3 separate regions of the Mus musculus genome follow, and all the other regions are linked to region 3. Evidence: chromatin contacts called from public Hi-C and HiChIP or PLAC-seq data. All regions are on one chromosome and are shown on one strand. The core of a region is the stretch at or near the end of the contact, and the rest is flanking DNA. Distances in the headings are between cores, read along the strand shown. Region 1 has its middle 9.0 kb from the start of Usp31. Region 2 overlaps Usp31 (ubiquitin specific peptidase 31). Region 3 overlaps Hs3st2 (heparan sulfate (glucosamine) 3-O-sulfotransferase 2).

The links. Hi-C and Micro-C count contacts between places; a contact is called where the count stands out from the background. HiChIP or PLAC-seq counts read pairs in DNA pulled down with a chosen protein or histone mark.
Region 1: a contact with region 3 is called in a Hi-C map of cortical neurons, with 3 times the contacts expected there. The contact joins two enhancer-like sites. A contact is called at or near these places in 4 of 484 Hi-C or Micro-C datasets (the Ba/F3 cell line, cortical neurons and nephron progenitors).
Region 2: a contact with region 3 is called in an H3K4me3 HiChIP or PLAC-seq map of neural progenitor cells, with 21 times the contacts expected there. The contact joins two enhancer-like sites. A contact is called at or near these places in 1 of 15 datasets of contacts at CTCF or cohesin (pro-B cells), 46 of 484 Hi-C or Micro-C datasets (the 63-12 cell line, the AtT-20 cell line, the Ba/F3 cell line and 33 more) and 6 of 115 datasets of contacts at active chromatin or transcription factors (astrocytes, large pre-B cells, microglia and 2 more).

What each region holds. Positions count from the first base shown.
Region 1 is chr7:121,714,365-121,718,518 of GRCm38.p6, reverse strand. No RefSeq gene overlaps it. Among named protein-coding and RNA genes, the nearest start is that of Usp31, 9.0 kb to the right of the region's middle. Within about 2 kb of position 1,343, at least 7 of the 459 cell types and tissues checked have an H3K27ac peak or open chromatin away from gene starts, as enhancers often do. A contact at or near this core is called in cortical neurons, where this site is marked.
Region 2 is chr7:121,638,003-121,642,634 of GRCm38.p6, reverse strand. Usp31 (ubiquitin specific peptidase 31) reads left to right here. Exons shown (of 16, transcript NM_001033173.2): 16 at 1-614. Among named protein-coding and RNA genes, the nearest start is that of 1700025J12Rik, 50 kb to the right of the region's middle. Within about 2 kb of position 3,189, at least 9 of the 459 cell types and tissues checked have an H3K27ac peak or open chromatin away from gene starts, as enhancers often do. A contact at or near this core is called in neural progenitor cells, where this site is marked.
Region 3 is chr7:121,485,682-121,490,031 of GRCm38.p6, reverse strand. All of the region lies in intron 1 of Hs3st2 (heparan sulfate (glucosamine) 3-O-sulfotransferase 2), which reads right to left. Among named protein-coding and RNA genes, the nearest start is that of Gm39081, 52 kb to the left of the region's middle. Within about 2 kb of position 2,556, at least 13 of the 459 cell types and tissues checked have an H3K27ac peak or open chromatin away from gene starts, as enhancers often do. A contact at or near this core is called in cortical neurons and neural progenitor cells, where this site is marked.

The DNA of each region.
Region 1 (4,154 bases), core at 94-2,593, 230 kb before region 3:
CTAAGTTGCACCCTTGACCCTGTTTTCACTTTTGCTTTTGAGTCAGTGTCAACAAGATACCCACGCTGGCTTCAACTCCATCTGCAGCGGTGGCTGGCCTTGAATTTGTGATCCTCCTACCTCAGCCTCCTGAGTATTTGAGATTACAGGCAGGCAACAGCAGGCCAGCTTAAGTGCATCATAATGGACTTTTTATGTTGCAGTCATTTTATATTTGCAAAAAAGAACACAGCAAATTCTTATATTCTTATTTCATCTTCTTCTAATATTAATCTCATATAACTATATGTCCTAGTGGCTTTAACTGTCAACTTGAGAGCATAGAAATCACTTGAGAAAAGCCTCAATGAGGAATTTCTTAGATCAGAATGACCTGTGGGCATGTCTGTGGGGAACTGTCTTAATTTATGATGAGTGAATGAGGTCTCAACCCACTGCAGGTGGCACCATTTCCTTGGCAGGTGGGCCTGGTCCCTATATAAAAGCTAGCTAAACATTAGCCTATGAGCCAGCCAAGAAGGATTTCTCTATGGTTTCTGCTTTAAGGTCCTGCTTGAGTTGTGGTTCTGACTTCTGTTATCAATAGACTGAAACAAACCTCTTTCCTCCTTATATTAGTCAGGGTTCTCTAGAGGAACAGAACTTATAGAATACACACACACACACACACACACACACACACACACACACGGGATAGGGATTTCTTTGAGTGGCTTACAGGCTGTGGTCCAGCTAGTTCAACAATGGCTGTCTACAAATAGAAGTTTCAGGAATGCAGTAGCTGTTCAATCCACAAGGTTGGATGTCTCAGTTGGTCTTCCGTATACACTGGAATCCTGAAGAAGGAGGTTCTAATGCCAGGGAAGGAATAGATTTGCTATCAAGGGCCAAAGCAAGCAGAGAGAGAGAGAGAGAGAGAGAGAGAGAGAGAGAGAGAGAGAGAGAGAGAGAGATCCCTTCTTCTGTCTTCTTTATAGAGACTGCCAGCAGAATGTGTCATCTAGATTAAATGTGGATCTTCCCACTGCAAAAGATCTTGATGAGAAGTGGGTCTTCCCACTGCAAATGATTTAATTTAAAATCCCTCACCGGTGGTCCAGCCATTTGGGCTTTAGTTAATTCCAAATGTAGTCAAGCTGACAACCAAGAATAGCCACCACGCTCCCGCAAGTTGCTTTTGGTGAGAGCATTTCATTGGAGCCTCAGGAATATGACTAAAATACCATTGTACCATGGTCCACTTGTTAAACTATGAAATTCACACTCTTCTAACATTTATAGTTTGTTTTGTGTTGCCATAGAGAATATACGATGTTGGGCAATGACTATGCACACAGAGAAGAGGTTTAGTTAGCCCACAATTCTGGCGGCTGGAAAGTTCTAGCAGTACAGTGGCTGGTGGCAGACCGTGTCACAACATGGCAGGAAAGCAAGAAGGGAATCATGCCACGTGTGGAGCCTGCTCTTGTGAGAACTATTCCAGTCACACAAGCCACAGCCCAGCCTTTCCAGAGAGGCATTGATTCATTAAGCCCAGGTAACCTCCAATGACCTCCATAAGGCTCCTCCTCCTAAGGGTTCTACCCCCTCAACACTGCCACACTGCCAAGTTTCCCTAACAAGAACCTTTAAGGGATAAATCAGACTCAAAGCATCACAACACAAATAGCTACATTCTAGATTTTATTTATATTTCATTCAGTTTTCACTAATGCCCCCTTGCTGTTCTAGAATATAAGTCTGGAAAATGTGGTGCATTGAGTTCTTCTGTTTCCTGGTCTTCTCAGCCCTGTGATGGTTTTTCGGGCTTTCTTTGATTGTCCTAACCTTAGCAGGTATTTTGAAGAGTGTCTCCAGATATAGATTTTCCTCTTATCTGCCCGGGCTTATGGTTTGGGGAAGAGAGCATCAATAAGGTGAAGCAGCATCTCTATCATTTCCTGCAGGGGTCCTTTAATATCATGGTCCCTTTGGCTATTTATGTGAATGTTGCTCTCTTGGCTCAGGCAGGGTCTGCCAGGGCTCTATTATCAAGCTGTTCTGTCTCCCTTTTCACTGTTAGTTCTTTGGTAGTGAGTCATCAACTGTAGCCCACATCTCAGGAATAAAATAAATATATTTTAAGAGAAAACTTCCCAAGACGACAGCAAGCAGAAAACTGGTGTTACTATAAATAGAGGGCAAATGTAAAAGTGGGTAGAGAAAGACAAAAGAATGCAATTAAAATCGCTTATAACACCTGCCTGCCATGCATAAGGCCCTGGGTTCATCCATAGCACAGCAAAACAACAACATAGTATTGGGGAGATAGCTCAGTAGTTAAGAACACCTGTTATGGGCTGGAGAGATGGCTTAGTGGTTAAGAGCACTGGCTGCCCTTCTAGAAAACTCCACTTGGGGTTTCACTCCCAACAGCCACATGGTGGCTTACAACTCCAGTTCCAGGGGATCCAACACCCTTTACTGGCTTCCAAAGGTTCTGAATGGACATGGTTCACAGAGATACATGCAGACAAAGTAAAATGAAAACCAACAATAGCTACATAGATACCTGTAGTGTTTCGAATAGGCATGCCCCCCCATAGACTCTTGTGTTTGAATGCTTGGCTCGTGGGGAGTTGCACTACTAGGAGGTACAGCCTTGTTGGAGTGGGTGTGGCCTTGTTGGAGGAAGTGCGCCACTATTGGGGGTGGGCTTTGAGGTCTCCTATGCTCAAGCTCTACTCAGTGTGGAATATAGTCATCTTCTGCTGCTTTCAGATTAAGACGTAGAATTCTCAGCTCCTTCTCCAATACCATGTCTGCTTGGATGCTGCCATGCTTCCCACCATGATGATAACAGACTAAACCTCTGAAACTGTAAGCCAGCTCTAATACAATGTTTTCCTTTATAAGAGTTGCAGTGGTCATGGTGTCTATAAGACTCCCCAGACAAGGGGACTAGAGCAAGGTCCTGGAAAGAGTTCCTGCATTTTAACTATGCAGAGAGCTCTGGAATATGAGTCACCCATCTGAACTTGTCTCAACTGGAGAAAATGAAGATGGCTTCCACACTCCTGTATCCAACATCTAGTGGCTGGGAACCCCCAGGAGAACAAGCATCTTTTTGGCTCCCCATGCATCCCTTCCTTAGCTTGCCAGTAGCCTACAGGCAGCACTCAGAAGAGACATGTTTGGTTATCAAAAGGAAGCAAAGTATGCAGGAGCTGGAGGATGGATCTGAGGGAAAGTGAGAAGGCTCTCAGAGGAAGATGGGCACAGCTGTGACATCGGCTGCAATGTGAGGCACAGGACAAGACTTGGAAGGAGAGGCACATGAATTGGGGACACCAGTGAGAGTTCCAATTGAGGAATGTGTTTAACTCAGTTCTGTGGTCTTGAGCCAAAAGAGATGACAGAATAATAATAATCATTCTTTGCATGATTTCACTAATGAATTAGAAAATCTGGGACATTTTCTAGGAAAAAAATTAGAAGGACTAAAATTAACCTAAAAGGAGAAGGTGGAAATTTAGATATGGTAGTATCTTAGACTTAGAAAATGTTTCAGAGAACTGCCAGATTGTTCAAATAAGTTGGGTGAATTCTCAGAATCTTTGAAGATATACTGTTTCAATGATTCCCAGCCAAAGGAAATAGGGATACTTCACAGTTGGGTTTTTAAAGAACTAGCAAAATTGAATAAAACTTGCCAAGGATAGTAGACCAACAAGCAGACACTCTGCCATAGACACACACCAACAAGAAGTAGGCTCCCCTCCTCCACCATGTGCATGTGCGTGTGCGTGTGCATGTGCGTGTGTGTGTGTGTGCGCGCGCACGCGCGCGCGCGTGCACAAGTGCGTGCATGCATGCATGCTTTACCAACTGATCTGGAGAGATATTCCCAGCCTAAGCTGGCTTTTCAATATGGATATAAAAATATAATTAAAAAGATAAATATATTTAATGTTATCAATAAGGCACCCTATACTAAATTTGCCAATTTTGGTTTTCCAGCAATGAGTAATCTGCCTTTAGGGGAGCTTCACTGGAGGTGGGGGGCACTTTTTTCTCTGTTGTGACGGCTGGGGGAGGTGAGGCTCTCTTCTTCAAGTCCCAGCTGCTAGGGACCAAACCTAAGATCTCCTGTCCAAGGTGTTGCTTCCTCTTTG
Region 2 (4,632 bases), core at 1,940-4,439, 150 kb before region 3:
GGACTTTGCTAGGTGCTATTCCAGACTGGGGGCCGTGTTTCTGCGCTTGCGGCTCTGTTGGGTTTTCCTGTAGGCATTTGTGTTGTGTAGCTTTGCTCACCAACTGTGCCTCTCACCACTGGTTAAAATTGAGTTCAGGCCCATTACCAAAATGTGTTTTTTTGTTTTTGTTTTGTTTTGTTTTTGTTTTGATTCTCTTGTGATTTTGCACCGGCGTCTATTTCTCCAGTTGTCTTAAAAGCTGCATGTCATGTCACTGTACACAAAATGCTTTGGTGTCATTCACGAGCCACCATTAGTGAGCTCTGTATAAGTTTAATTTTGCAGTAAAAGGACGGCAGAGTATCCTTCCTGCAGGCTGGAAGAAAGTGTATCCTACATTTTAAATTATGTTAGGCCAAGTGCATGAGGTGTGGCACTGCCTTCTGTTATTTATTTGTATATTTTATTATTCAAGGTGTACGCACTTTTAAGAAGCAGAATTTATATTTTTATGTTGAAAACGTTTTATTTCTGAGACAGCAGTTGGTTGTATAGTATATAGTTGGAATTAAGAGAAAACTGGAAAATGTAACAAAACATAATAAATTTATTACATGATGCCTTCTTCAAGACATATTTGTCTTTTCTCTCCCTTGCCAAACCAGTTTTTAAAATGTTGAATAGTGTTTGTACTGCATAGGTTTCTCTAACAAAAGGCTTTAAAACTGCAGTGTTTCAGGTAAAACATCAAGTTACAGGATACTGCCATGCAGTTTGGCCAACTCCCCATGCAATTACTGTGTAAAAAGATCACATCCATACTTGTTCAGTGCTCCCAGTCAGCAGTTATATGAGATAAGAGACTATTTGTCCTGGGCTACAGAGCTGGCCTTGAAAGAGCTCACATTCTGCCCCATTTCCAGCGGATTCTCATTGTTCTTCTTTGGTTGTAAGAGGAAGCTGCAACATAAAAATATTCTTTCCTCAGCCTTCTCTCACCCCGTATACACATTACCTGCTTTATTATTTTTATGTGTATGAATGTTTTGCTTGCATGTATGTAAGTGCACCACTCGTGTGCTGGTGCGTAGGGCCTGGGGGAGGCTAGAAGTAGCTGTGCTCCACTATGTGGGAGCTGGACCGAGGCTCTAAAAGAGTAGCCACTGCTCCTAACCACCGAACCATCTCTCCAGCACTCCAGTAACTGACTTCTGAGGTGTTTTTGTTTGGTTTTGGTTTTGGTTTTCCCCTAGCTATCTGGCCAACGGAATGCTCTAGTGGGACTGTCATATCACTTATGACCACTTGGGGGCAATAGAGCTCAGCATTGTATTGTAAGTCCAGTTTACCGATTTTAAACTTCTCATCTGAGGGTAGAAATGCCTGAGGTGAATTGATTCCTCGTCTGGTAAATACTCCAGCCAGCCATCACTCTCGGAGAGCACCATGGAGCAGGTACCTTTCCATTCCAAAGCACAACATCATGGCTGGGTTGGGGTAGACCACATGCTCCGTCATCCAAAATAGCACTCGGCTCTCCCTCTAGTTTGGAGTGGTAAAATTTCTCCTTTAGCTTAACCACAGCACACTGTTTACTAAAGAGGTTTCACCATGGGTATAAATGTTCATGTACAATATATAGATCTAGTATTTGCATAGATATTTAAGGACCACTCTGGCTCCACTGTATTTGGAGGATTATTTTCAAATACTTGAATGCTTACTGTTTCCACAACATGTTTTAGCCTCTTAAGTCTTCCTGAAGAAAGAAAAGGCATGGCAGAGCTCCTTGGCCAGGTCTACTTACTTGTCCTTTGAGTTAAAGCCCCCATGAGAGAGTTGAAGTCTACGCCCATAGAAAAAGGTTGAAAACCTTTCACCCCAAGTCAGGGCCCTTCCCAGGTGGGCTCCAGACTTGAGCAGATGTTTGGTGTTGCCAGTGGCTCGCCCCTTTTCTTGGCATCTCCTCCGTGTGGGTTGCCCCAGACTTTTCCTGATCTGGTGGATAGGGTCTTTCTCCTGTGGAGCCCTCTGAGATTCTGTCTTAACTACATTGTGGCTCACCACATTTCTCTCTCCCTGTCAGCATTCACTACACAGGAAGAACAAGGGATCTCCTCTCTTGGAGACAGATTTTACATATTTGGCCCAATGAGCATCACCCCATTCTTTATAGTTTCCAGGGCTATGTCATTAATTTGACATGCTCTTTTGGTTTAAACAGCTCCATTCTTTTCTCAATTTGTTTTTTATGTATGTATGTATGTATGTATGTATGTATGTATGTATGTGTATAAGTGCTTGGCCTACACATATGTTAGTGCTTCATATATATGCCTGGTGCCCATTGAGATATGAAGATCCCCCTAGAACTGGAGTTGCAGGTGGTTGTGAGCCACCCTGTGGGGCCTGGGAATTGAACCCGGTCCTCTGCAAGAGCAACAAATGCTCTTAACCTTTGAGTCAATTCTCCAGCTCCCCTATTTTTTCCTGAGTTGAAGGTTATATGAGGCTTCACTCTTTAGTTAAGATCAGACATCTCATATTTCCTAGGCCTTCCCTGTGTTTAAGGAAAAGAAAGAGACTCAGATCCGATTCCAAGGACTTGGTCTGTCTCCTAGAATAGGCCTCACAAGATTGAGCTGTGTAGAATGTGAATGGATCTCATTCATACAACATCACATGGGGGAAGATGACAGTTTTCTATCACCCCAAGACAAGAGTCAGGTCCCTTGTAGAACTATCTTGTGTGGCCCAGCAATAGGGTCTGTCTAGTCACAGGGTCAAAGTAGCCAATGTGACATTTCAGCACTGTGCTCAACACTGCTCTTCAAAACATCCTGCCTGCCAGCTCTGAGACACAGAAATGGTCCATTTCTTCACCCTCACATCATCTCCCAAATACCACCTTGCTTCAAAGTCCTCCTGGGTCACCCTCGAAAACGTTGCAGTCCATGTTACAGTCTGCCTCCTCCCTGTCTTATGTTCTGCAAACATATATGGCACCAGCTGAGTGAGTGACATGCAGAGGGTGTATTTCTTTCTCTTAAGGACGGCACATGGTGGTAACTTCCTGAACTACCAGCTGGCTGACTTGTCTGAGTCAACCATCCTGTCTGTGAGGTGGAATCATGAAGGTTAAAGGGGAATGATGCTCTTTAAGCCTGACCCACTGTGCTGGGCATAGAGAAAATGTTCAGTGAGCTGTCATTGTAACCATAGTGATGAAAGAAGTGCTAACCCTGGAGGACTTGCAGGATAGCTCTCATTCCACACAAGGGAAACTCTACTTTTAGAAGCCACAGGAAGCCCTTGGTCAGGATAAGAAGCAGCTGAACAAAGGAATGTGTGATCATTCTAAAGGAACCTCCTATGACCTGCTGCCTGTATTCTCAAGTAAATGACAATTAGGAAGAGTTTAATTTAGGGGAAGAAATGAGATCCAGTTTAAGTCATTTCATAGTCACCATGACAACAATGTGGCACCTGAGAGGTGACTTAGGAGCTTGCTGCAAGCATCTGGGTACAAACTGCAGAAGGGGTGACCTAGAGCTAAGGGGTGGGGGAGCGGGGAGGGGGAGAGGACCTATGCAGAGGAGGCTTGCTGCTAGGTTTGAGCCCTGCTACTGTGACTTGACGGGTGGACAGTCTGGACAAGTTACTCAACTTCTCTGTGCCTGGGAGTCTTCTTCACCTGTGGAATGTAGGTAAGATATCTACAGGAGGAGGTGTTCATGAATGGGGTGTTGGATATACTTATACTTACTGTAGTTACTAATGTGTTTGGTTTATCTGTTATCTTACTGTTTCTTTGATGTTTGTATCAACTGCTTTATTTTAAAAATATTTTTGGTTTATTTTTGTTTTTGGTTCTGGTTTTTTTTTTTTTTTTTTTTTTTTTTTTGAGACAGATTTTCTCTGTGTAGCCCTGACTGTCCTGAAACTCACTCTGTAGACCAGTCTGGCCTCAAACTCAGAGATCCTCCTGCCTCGGTCTCAAGAATGCTGGGATTAAAGGTGTGCACAACCACACCTGGCTTTTTAGTTTTTAATATGGTGCCTACCTTCCTTCCACCCTTCCATCTTCTCTCCCACCTGCTTTATATCTGTCTCTTCTTTCTTACTCTTTTAAAACACCAAGCATTTGTGCATATATAGGTGTGTATATATATGTGTGCATATATAGGTGTGTATATATATATGTGTGTGCATATATAGGTGTGTATATATGTGTGTGTTCATGTGTCAGTGTACATTTGCATGTGATTGGACATATGTGTGCTTATATGAGGGGCCAGAGGTTGACAGCAGGTGTCCTCAGCTGCCCCCACATTTCTTTTTGAGACGGTCTCTTACTGGTTTCACTGAGTTAGTTGGCTGCCAAGCTCTAGGGATGTTTCTGTCTCTGTCTCTTCAGTGCTGGGGAAAGTGTGTGGTTATATATGCCACCCCACTTGGTTTTTCACTTGGATGCTGTGGTTGGGTGGATCCTCTGGTTTGCACTAAGGATACCTGGCCTGGCCGTGTTCTTTCTTTTCTCTAAACTGGTCTCATACTCAAAACCCTGCCTCCACCTCTGATTTTAGTTGTCATTTTGTTTTTAAAGACAGGGTGTCACCATGGACTTGATGCTGACTTCCAGTGCACCCA
Region 3 (4,350 bases), core at 1,307-3,806:
TGTGGGACTTGTCTTGGATTCCATTGTACTGGTAGATACCACATGATCATATAGAGAACAGTGGGTCCTTTTAATGACAAGTCATGCACATATTTTGGAATTTAAGATGCTTTTCATTTGTTAATTTATTTTTACAAAGATTCTATGACTTGCTCATTATAATATATTGTAATTATATATATATGTATATATATAATATGCAGATATCAGCTATGTACAGGGTCATAAACCACAAACCCAGATGGAGACAAGCCAGTAGCTAGCATTTGGCATACTTCATCTCAGCCAATGTCGTTTCTAAGTCCAAGGACACAATCACTGTGCTCCAACTTCCAATAACCCTACCTAGCAGGTTCTCCCAGTTCCTGTTTGAGGGCTGTGGAAAGTAGGGCACAGAGGACCGAGGGAAATCACCAACGCAACACTGTTGCAGTCTGGATTCAAGTGCGGCTTCAGCACTGGAGGAAAAAACGTGAGAACATGAAAAATTCATCTTGGCACTAGGACAGCCTTTCTAGGCATGAGACAAAAACCACGGGCAAGTTAAAGCACATTAGAGAGCTATGTCTCTGCAATGGGAAAGTATCACGAGTAAGAGGGACGTAGCAAAAGCAGCAAATACCTGTAGCGTGCTAACTGGGATCACGGAGGGATGGCTTCTTCTCTTTCATGTACATAGTTTATGAGTTTTCTCTGACTCCTCCCAAAAAGCAAGTAATAGAGAAAGAGCCAGGAGAAGAAAGGGATGCGGGTCATTAGAAAAGAACTAACGGAAAAAAGCTACAGATGGAAAATAAGAACATGAAAATAATCTCAGTCTCTCCCAACATGCTCATTTATAGGAATGCAAATTAAAGTCATGATCACCTGTAACATGGATCATTTATCCACTTATAACGTAGTGTGTGTGTGTGTGTGTGTGTGAGAGAGAGAGTGTGTGTGTGTGTGTGTGTGTGTGTGTAGGCAGGGAGAAGGAGAAGAAGGAGAGGGATGGAGAAGGAGAGGGGGGAGAAAGGGAGAGAGATCCACGTATGTCACAATGTATTTGGCAGTCAGAGGACAACCTCACTCTTCACTCCCACCTTGCCTGCTCCCGGGAAGTCTCCTGTCTCCACTTTCCATCTTTTCCAGGTGGAACATAGGAGTACAGATGTATGCTACTGTGTCTGTGTCTGGCTTTACGTGGATTCTCAGGGTCTCAGGTCCTCAATCTTGCTTAGTAAGCCTTTTACCTGGGGAGTCATCTCCCAGACTTATGATATATAAATGGTGACAAATTTTAACAAGGGTGTGAAGAAGGAAAGTTTTCTTGACAAGGTAAGAGCACAAACCAATGCACCTCTAGGAAGGCAGTTAGACATTGCCTACAATGTCTAAAATGCACATCGTCTGGACATGGCCATTGTCCTTCTAGACATTTAACTACACAAACATGTAAAGACTTGTGCAGGGGGTACGGATGCTCACTGCTGCAATTGTGGTAGAGGTGGAGAGGCATTCAACAGAGATCCCTTCTCTTCTTCTCTGGGGACCTCCTCCCTCCTGTGACCCTACTTGTACTGTTCTCACAGTTCCAAAGGATTATAGTTCTCCTTACCACACCCAACTGAGGGCCATGGCTGGGTCTTGACAGGAAGAACAAGTGGGGATGAGATGCATTGCTTCAAGGCCAAGGTGAGCGTACAATGGACCCATCCTGTTCCCTGTCTTTTCTAGTGCAGGAGACTCTGTAGCTCTAGAACAGAGCAAGTTCGACAAGTACAAGGAAGAGTGGGGACCTCGTACAACTAGGAAATGCCTTCCCTGAGTGGCTGTGAGCCAGGACAAGCATTTTTGTTTGTTGCTTTGTTTAATTATTATTGTAATAGCAAGCATGAACATAACTACCACCCATTATACGTAAAAGATAGAGACTAGGAACAAACCCTGTGGCCATTAGTAGGATGTGGTTAAATAAGCTCTAACAAGGCTCTGCTATAGATTATAAAGCGGCTGTTAAAAGCAAGAAAGATCTATTTAAAGACACACTCGGAAGAGAGTCCAGGGCGTGTTGTTAAGTGGGAGAGGTGAGTTGCAGTCAGGTTAACGTTTTTTTTTTTTGCGTTGCAAATCCACACACATATGCTGGAGTGTATATGCGTGTGTCTCTTCTGAAAGGATGCACAGGTGTCCTTAGCAGGGCTTAGGTTTGGAGAATGACCTTGGGTTTGGAGAATGACCTTGGGAGATCTGCAGCGGATGGTGTTGTGCATCCTGGGAATTAATTTTCACCTTTAGTTTGATGTGTTTATGGACTTGCCTCTTTTCTTGACCATGAGCATGTGTTCTCGGTCATTAAGAAACTAGAGCTTATTAAAAGCTATTTGTAAAGGCCTCCATTGATATTATTTAGGAGGACAAATGCCTGCACTGCACACTGAGGGAAGGAAGGTTGTTTGGAGTGGCTGAAGTGTGGGTGGGTGGCGAGGACATGGCAGGCATCCTTCCTCTAGATGCTGGCCCGGATAGGAGGCTGAGGGACCGTGGGTGTTAAGTGTTTTTGCGAGTGCTTGAGCAGCCCTAGATGTTTCCTGGCAACTGGACCTCAATTTCTCAGGCTCCATCTGTGGCTGAGCTTGGGGACACTAGCTGAAGGTAACTGCATATCTGCCTGTCTCCTCCGGGTTTATCTTCTTCCTCTTCCCTCTGTCCTTCGTCCTGGGTTAAGCCAGTAAAATCTCTGTGAGGATTCACCAATACACAAACACAGTAGGTGTCAGGAAGGAGCCCAAGTGTCTGCATATCTATCTGGCTCTACCTGGAAGCTGACTTGCCAGGCCGTGCTATTGGAGCAGCCGGGTGTCAAGGAGGCAGACCTAATAATACTGGTGCAAGGTATGCATTTGATGAAGGCTTCCTATAGTCAGCAGTTGAGTAACTGATGTCAGGTAAGGAATTATGCATGATTAGAATTAGTAAAAACATCAGCTAGGATTTAAGTCAGAGCCATTCTGTTCCCTGGCTTCTGTGACATTCCTATCAGCTTCCTCACCAGCAACAGGTGGATGGCTCAGACTTCCTGTGCTGCCCTGAAGTCTAAGCCAGGTAAACAGGTGAGAGCCTGTATCAATCATAAAATGCCACACCCATCCTTGAATGGGCTTCCTGTTTTCTATTGGGTTTCCCTGATTGCATTCAAGTCTCTTTGGGGAGCCTGATGCCTGCTTTCTCTCCTCATAGAGTAGTCCTCCATGGCTGCTGTTCTTTCCAGCTGAGGATCTTGATCCAGAGTTGAATGCTTCTGCTTCCTCCTGTTAGTCACACTCTTCCTCATCCCGGTGCCTCTGATTGCCAGCCCATCTCCTCGCTCTAGTGTGTGTGTTTTGTTTTATTTTGTTTATTTTGTTTTCAGACAGGGCCCTGTGTAAGCCCTGCTGGCCCCAGACTCATTACACAGTGATGGCTTTGAATTTCTGATCCTCGTGGCTCCACCCCCTGAGTGCTGGGATTACAGGCACATGGCACCACAAGTTTTTCAAGGCCTGGGATCAAACCGGGTAAGCATTCTACCCATTGAGCCACAATCTCAGCCGCTTTCAACTTTAGTCTTGGTTTAATTCTCCCTTATATAGCATCGGGAGTGTCTACCCACTCCTTACTCCCTAAAATGTTTCTTCTTGGCTTTGGGCACACATGCTCCCGAGCCCTATGCCTATGCCTATTCCATAGGAATTTCTCCAGGACTTTGTTTCTCTTGTGTGATACTTTCCAATGGTGTCAGCATCCAGGAAACAAGAGTTCATGTGGCAGTGATGCTTCTAACTGGCGCTGAGGGGTCATTATCCTCTTTGTGGTTGCCATGAGCCAGCCTGAAACAGTATAGAGACCAACTCTAGGAGAGGCTCCCCTCCTTTCACAGCTTGGACACCCTCTGCTTCCTACAGAATGGCAGATCATCTGTAAGGACATGAAGGAAACAAGCACCATGGAGGGCCTGAAGCTGGCTGCCCTCACCCTCTTCCCCATCTGGAGTTCTGTCAGAAGGCACCTTAGTCAGTAGGTGATTCCCATCATAGAGTCCTGGCAGTCAATGTGAAGGACATTAGCACACATGGCCAGTCTGTTATGCTCCTCTGGCCAATGAACTCTTCCTCCGCACACATGTGACATTAGCACTTTCCCAAGCTTTTCAATTCACCAAATCCTGCCATTTGTAGACGAGGTTGGCTCGTACTTCAGAGGGGATGGAAACCTCTGGGGTCAGGTGAGAATGGAGCAAACCAACCCAGCAGCTTTGGATGCCACCCTCCTTAGTCTGAGTATCCATACCTTCACCACACTGTGCCCCCTACCTGAGCTGTCCATACAGCC